2 separate regions of the Pan troglodytes genome follow, and region 1 is linked to region 2. The links are chromatin contacts, called in public capture Hi-C maps. All regions are on one chromosome and are shown on one strand. The core of a region is the stretch at or near the end of the contact, and the rest is flanking DNA. Distances in the headings are between cores, read along the strand shown. Region 1 overlaps MYO10 (myosin X). Region 2 overlaps MYO10 (myosin X).

What was found. Capture Hi-C pulls out chosen DNA fragments and counts their contacts.
Region 1: a capture Hi-C map of stem cell-derived neural stem cells shows a contact between it and region 2, with 2.9 times the contacts expected there. The contact joins two enhancer-like sites. A contact is called at or near these places in 2 of 7 Hi-C or Micro-C datasets (induced pluripotent stem cells and stem cell-derived neural progenitor cells) and 1 of 1 other capture datasets (stem cell-derived neural stem cells).

The regions. Positions count from the first base shown.
Region 1 is chr4:17,409,145-17,412,031 of NHGRI_mPanTro3-v2.0_pri, reverse strand. It overlaps MYO10 (myosin X), which reads left to right. Exons shown (of 41, transcript XM_001175408.8): 18 at 2,874-2,887. Among named protein-coding and RNA genes, the nearest start is that of RETREG1, 140 kb to the right of the region's middle. Within about 2 kb of position 1,426, at least 2 of the 24 cell types and tissues checked have an H3K27ac peak or open chromatin away from gene starts, as enhancers often do. A contact at or near this core is called in stem cell-derived neural stem cells, where this site is marked.
Region 2 is chr4:17,340,120-17,343,099 of NHGRI_mPanTro3-v2.0_pri, reverse strand. It overlaps MYO10 (myosin X), which reads left to right. Exons shown (of 41, transcript XM_001175408.8): 28 at 1,998-2,093. Among named protein-coding and RNA genes, the nearest start is that of RETREG1, 74 kb to the right of the region's middle. Within about 2 kb of position 1,394, at least 6 of the 24 cell types and tissues checked have an H3K27ac peak or open chromatin away from gene starts, as enhancers often do. A contact at or near this core is called in stem cell-derived neural stem cells, where this site is marked.

The DNA.
Region 1 (2,887 bases), core at 177-2,676, 69 kb before region 2:
TTAACCTGGGAGGTGGAGGTTGCAGTGACCCAAGATTGTGCCATTGCAGTCCAGCCTGGGTGACAAGAGTGAAACTCTGTCTCAAAATAAATAAATAAATAAATTAATTAATAAATAATAATAATAATATAAGCAATGACTGCCGTTTAGTGAGGTACTGAAATAAACCAACCACAGAGGTATAAGTAACATACTGTTATTAATCCTCTTATGCAGATGAGGAAACCGAGTCTTGAAGCAGTTAAAGCTGTTAAGTGACTTCCCCAAGACCTCTCAACTGGTAACCAGTGAGCCATCGAGTCCAGTTTTGATCTGGTCTGGTTGGCTTGAGAACCTTAATATCTTAAGCAGTGTGGTCTGCTTTCTTCACAGGGAGCTTAGAGCTGCGTGGTTAAGCTGATTTCAGCCTTGGTTTTATAGGACTCCTATGTCTCTAGTTAGTAAAATAAATGCCTTAATTCAGCTATAATTATAAATTTATTACATATTCATTTATTTGTTCATGAATTATAAATTTACACCATTAAATCAATAAAGAAAACACACAGAAACTTGCAGTGATAAGCTATTTGTATATTTGTATGCATTAGACCAGGAAATGTCCTTTTTTTTTTTTTTTTTTTTTTTTGGAGACAGGGTCTCGTTCTGTCACCCAGACTGGAGTGCAGTGGCGCAATCTCGGCTCACTGCAACCTCCACCTCCCAGGTTGACGCCATTCTCCTGCCTCAGCCTCCCGAGTAGCTGGGACTACAGGCACCCGCCACCATGCCTGGCAATTTTTTTTTTTTTTTTTTTTTTTTGTATTTTTAGTAGAGACAGGGTTTCGCCATGTCACCCAGGATGGTCTCCATCTCCTGACCTCGTGATCTGCCCACCTCGACCTCCCAAAGTGCTGGGATTACAGGCGTGAGCCACCATGCCCGGCGGAAGTGTACTATTTTTAGGAGGCTTTGTAAGAGAGAAAGAGTTTAGGGAAAAAACCCTTTCCTGAAAGCTTTCAGCACCTGTGTTGGATCTGGTGGGAATCTGTAACAAAAACACATTTTTAATATCTAAGGAAGGAAAGTAACAAAAAAGTTTAAAAGCTGTAATACTTTTAGAAATGTAAATACTAGATGGCCACCTGTCACTTAGATAGAAATGAATTGGGACAAAGGGAGCCCATATAAGGTAGTATCAGCCTAGAAACTCAGAATTTGAAACATTTGATCTCCAAACTTATTTTAACTCTTCTATGTGAGGATTCACTATATACAACATTGTTAGCTATTTTATTTTTAGGTGAGTTTTCAGACCTGTAAAAATGATGGGTGTTTAAAAAACACCATAGCATGCTGTCGAAGCAATTTCTTAGTTTAATGCGATACGTTTAAATAAAAGCCCTGTACTGATGTTAAGTAGAGGCAGTTTGTCGTAGTGAAAAGATCGCAGGCCTGGAGACCAGCGAGGTGGAGTTTCGCCAGCTGCCTCTGTGCCAGCGTGAAGCAGTTTTGTGAGTGGTGTAAAGAACTTCCTGTCTCGACCCCAGGTTTCCCCTTGCAAACTGAGGAGCTGGGGCTGTTCGCTTGCTTCACTCTCTTTCACCTTTGACATCTGTGACATTTTAATGGAACCAAAGCTTCTCTCCAAAGAGCTCAAAGCACAGTTAGAGAACTTAAAAGAGTGAGCATTAAAGAGCACCCGAGAACAAAAATGAAAAAGGTTGAGGCAAAGCAAGAAGTGACCAGGGAAAGCTCTAATATTGCCGCTTGTGGGGAGGCAGATGCTCAGAAGTCTTCCCTGACTGTCCTTGTGACAGTGAAGCCACCAACCCCGCCAGCTCCATAGCCCATGATACCTTCCATGCAAGGAAGATTTAAAAATTATTGAAGGCTGGGCGGGCGTGGGGGCTCACACCTATAATCCTAACACTTTGGGAGGCCGAGGCGGGTGGATCACCTGAGGTCAGGAGTTCAAGACCAGCCTGGCCAACATGGTGAAACCCTGTCTCTACTACAAAACATAAAAATTAGCCAGGCGTGATGGCAGGCGCCTATAATCCCAGCTACTCAGAAGGCTGAAGCAGGAGAGTCGCTTGAACCCGGGAGGCAGAGGTTGCAGTGAGCCGAGATCGCAACACTGCACTCCAGCCCGGGTGAAAGAGCGAAACTCTGTCTAAAAAATAAAAAAATTATTGGGAAGCTTTTCACTTTTACCTTGTTAATAGTAGCAATGGATTTTACAGAACTTTTTAAATAATAGCTAATATCAATATATATGATATGCCAGGTAGCATGCTTTCTGCCTTTTACATGCATGTTCTCCTTTCATTCTCACCTGGCATTAGGGGATAAATTCAAAAATTATCTCCATTTTCCAGATGAAAAAACTGAGGCTTAGAGAGAGATGAGACATCTTGCCCAAGCAACACAGCTGGGAAGTGGGGAGACAGGATTTGAACCATTGCCTGCCTCACCCTGTAATTAGTGTTCCACAGGAGCGCCTTTCCATCCGTTAACTGCTTCAATCTTTGCAACACTGCAAGATGGCAAAACTAATAACTCACTTTTGCAAGTGAGGAGACCGAGGCTACAGAGGCTTAGATGGCATTCCAGAAAGCACAGAGCTCCTAAGTGGGATTCCACCCTTTGTCACTGTCATGCCAGTCCCCTTCTCTGCAAGACTCTGGTCTCTGACACTGCCACGTGTTTTCAGTGCCTAAAGCTCTTTGGCAGTGGTTGGTTTGAAATCTTTGGAAGCTGTCTTAGTTCTTCCAGGCCTAGGGTGTATTACTTTGAATTATCATTGGGAAAGGGCACCATTAATTACAATAATCTTGCACCTAATAATGGGTGTGTGTGCCTCACTGTCCTCCTGCTCTTGCCTCACACAGATTTGACTTTATCT
Region 2 (2,980 bases), core at 145-2,644:
ATGGTTTCTAGATTTCACCAACCCTATATGGGCACGTGTTTGAACGTGTTTCTCTTTCTCATTTATTTCTTGTGAATTGGTCATTAGACCTAGAGAGTGATCGAGTTCAGGTTTTCTTTCTGTTTAAGAGTGCTTCACTTGTGTTGGTATTGATTTCTGTTGAGAAGGCTTAGAGTAGCTGGTTGTCCTCTTGTGATGTCAGCAGTAGTTCTGATCTTGATTTTTTTTTTTTTTTTGAGACAGAGTCTCGCTCTGTCACTGAGGCTGGAGTGCAGTGGCACTCTGCCTCCAGGGTTCAAGCGATTCTCCTGCCTCAGCCTCCCGAGTAGCTGGGACTACAGGTGTGCACTACCATGCTTGGCTAATTTTTGTATTTTTAGTAGAGACGGGATTTCACCATGTTGGCCAGGCTGGTCTCAAACTCCTGACCTGAAGTGATCCGCCTGCCTCATCCTCCCAAAGTGCTGGGATTATAGGCGTGAGCCGCCACGCCCGGCCCTGATCTTGATTTTTTTTTTAATATTTCATCTCAGTCATTCTAGTTATGAGGTCAGACAATACTTATTTTCTAACCAGACTATTTTAGTTTTGTTGCTGTAAAATACATGTTTTATTGTGAACATTTGTACTTTTTTTTTTTTTTTTTTGAGACGGAGTCTCACTCTTTCGCCCAGGTTGGAGTGCAGTGGCGTGATCTCAGCTCACTGCAAGCTCCACCTCCTGGGTTCACGCCATTCTCCTGCCTCATCCTCCCGAGTAGCTGGAAGTACAGGCACCCGCCACCTCGCCCAGCTAATTTTTTGTATTTTTAGTAGAGATGGGGTTTCACCGTGTTAGCCAGGATGGTCTCGATCTCCTGACCTTGTGATCCGCCCGCCTCAGCCTCCCAAAGTGCTGGGATTACAGGCGTGAGCCACCACGCCCGGCCGAACATTTGCACTTCTTTAGTTATCAGAGCAAGCTGGCTTTATGCCCCAAACCCTTCTTCATCAAACGTATTACTATCTCTGGTCCGATCTTAACATCTGCTGCTGTTTTACCCTGATTTTGTTAACTTGGTTCACCAATTTTATTTCTCTAGTGTTGTTTAGGGAGGGTTGCAGATGAGATCAAGACGGTATTGAGACCAGACACACCCAAATCCTGCGCCTCACTGCCAGCACCCCTGATGGAAATAATGTGCACATCTCAAGCAGAATTCAGACGCAGATGCCCTGGCCTTAAGCTGGGAGAGAGCTGTGATGAATTAGGGAAAGAGCTCACACCAGGCCAAGGTTGGCTTTTGTAGATTTGAGAAAGGATCCAAAGGAAGTTGCAGGCAGGAGTAGGGGCTGCTGCCCCAGGCCTGTCTGGGTCCTGAGCAGGGGTGGGCATTGGGCGGACCAGTGTGAGGGGAGAGAGCCTCTACCCTAGAGAAGTCAGGGGAACCCTGCTATCCCTGGCCACACCAGCAGCCTCCTCCCTGGGCAGCAGAGATGAGACTGGCTCCCTCTAGAGGGTATCTTCATCATTGCTGAAAGGAAAACCATTGCAGGTCCCTCCATGTCTTTTGGTGATGGGTTCCAGAACCACCACCCCACTCCCCACCCCACTGCAGCCACCAAAATCCCCAGATGCTCGAGTTCCTGCTATAAAAGGATGTAGTCATTGCATGTAACCTATGCATATTCTCCCACATGCTTCAAATCGTCTCTAGATTACTTACAATAGCTAGTATGATGCAAATGCATTGTGAATAGTAGTTACACTGTATTGTTTTTTAATTTGTAGTATTATTATTTTTTAAATTGGATTTTTATTTTTGATCTGCTGCTGGTTGAATCCACAGGTGCAGAACCCACAAATCCTGAACTCGCAGATATGGAGAGCCAACTGTGTACCGTTTCTTCAGTAACAGACAGTTCCCAACTCTAGTCATTGGCTTCATTAATTGCTTTCCTCAGTTATTCAGAATTTGGTGTTCCTGATGTGCGTTTGTTGCTTTTGCTCCTTTGCAGAGAGATCATAGATAACACCACCAAGGAGAATGGGATCGACATCATTATGGCTGATAGGACTTTCCACCTGATTGCAGAGTCCCCAGAAGATGCCAGGTGAGTCTGTGCTGTTGACTTCGTGTTACCCACATCCTGCTCCCTCATGCACAGGTGTGAGCATCACACAGAGCACTGTTTACTGTACTGGCCTTGAAAAATTTTAATTGACTTTTTTTGAAGAACCAAGAGTCATACGAGATTGATGTACTTGTCCCTTGGGGAATCTTTCCCTGGGCAAATGTGTTCAAGTACAGCACAGGGTTCAGGATTTCCAGCCTCCAGTGCCACTAGACAGACCCATTGTCATCTGTCTGTCAGGCTGTTACTGTCACTGGTAGCGTGTGTAAATTATACAGCTGCATGAAGCTGAAAATCTACCCTCTGGAAGCTTCTGAGCTTTGAAAGTGAATCGTTTGTGTTTGCATAAGGACCAAAAGGGCAGGGAGCAGTAACTGATGGCTGTTTAAGTAACTGATAGTGCTATGGCACTGGGGGGTTTTAAAGATCTTAATATTGAAGAATTCAATGGAAGAGGTACTAACTTACACAGAACTTACTATTAGCTTGGTGCAAAAGTAATCACAATTATATTTCAGGCTAATATTCTAAATGTTTCATACCTAAGTATTTCAGGAAGTATTCTAAATGCTTCATAAATATTAACTCTTTTGATTCTCTTGAATCCTGCAAGGTAGACATTAATTATTACCATCATCCATACTTTGCAGAATAAGAGACTAGGGTACAGAGAACGGTTAATATCATTTGTAATGCAGTGCAACCTCAATTCTGTTGAATGGAGACATTGAACTTCTTAAAAACATTTGCTCCTAAGGAGCTTTAACTTTTGACTGAGATTAGAAGAGGGTGGAGGCCTTCATTGGCTGGGGCAAGTTGTCTGTAACTTCCCGGACTTCAGGTTTCCATGCTGGAGTGCTGAGGAG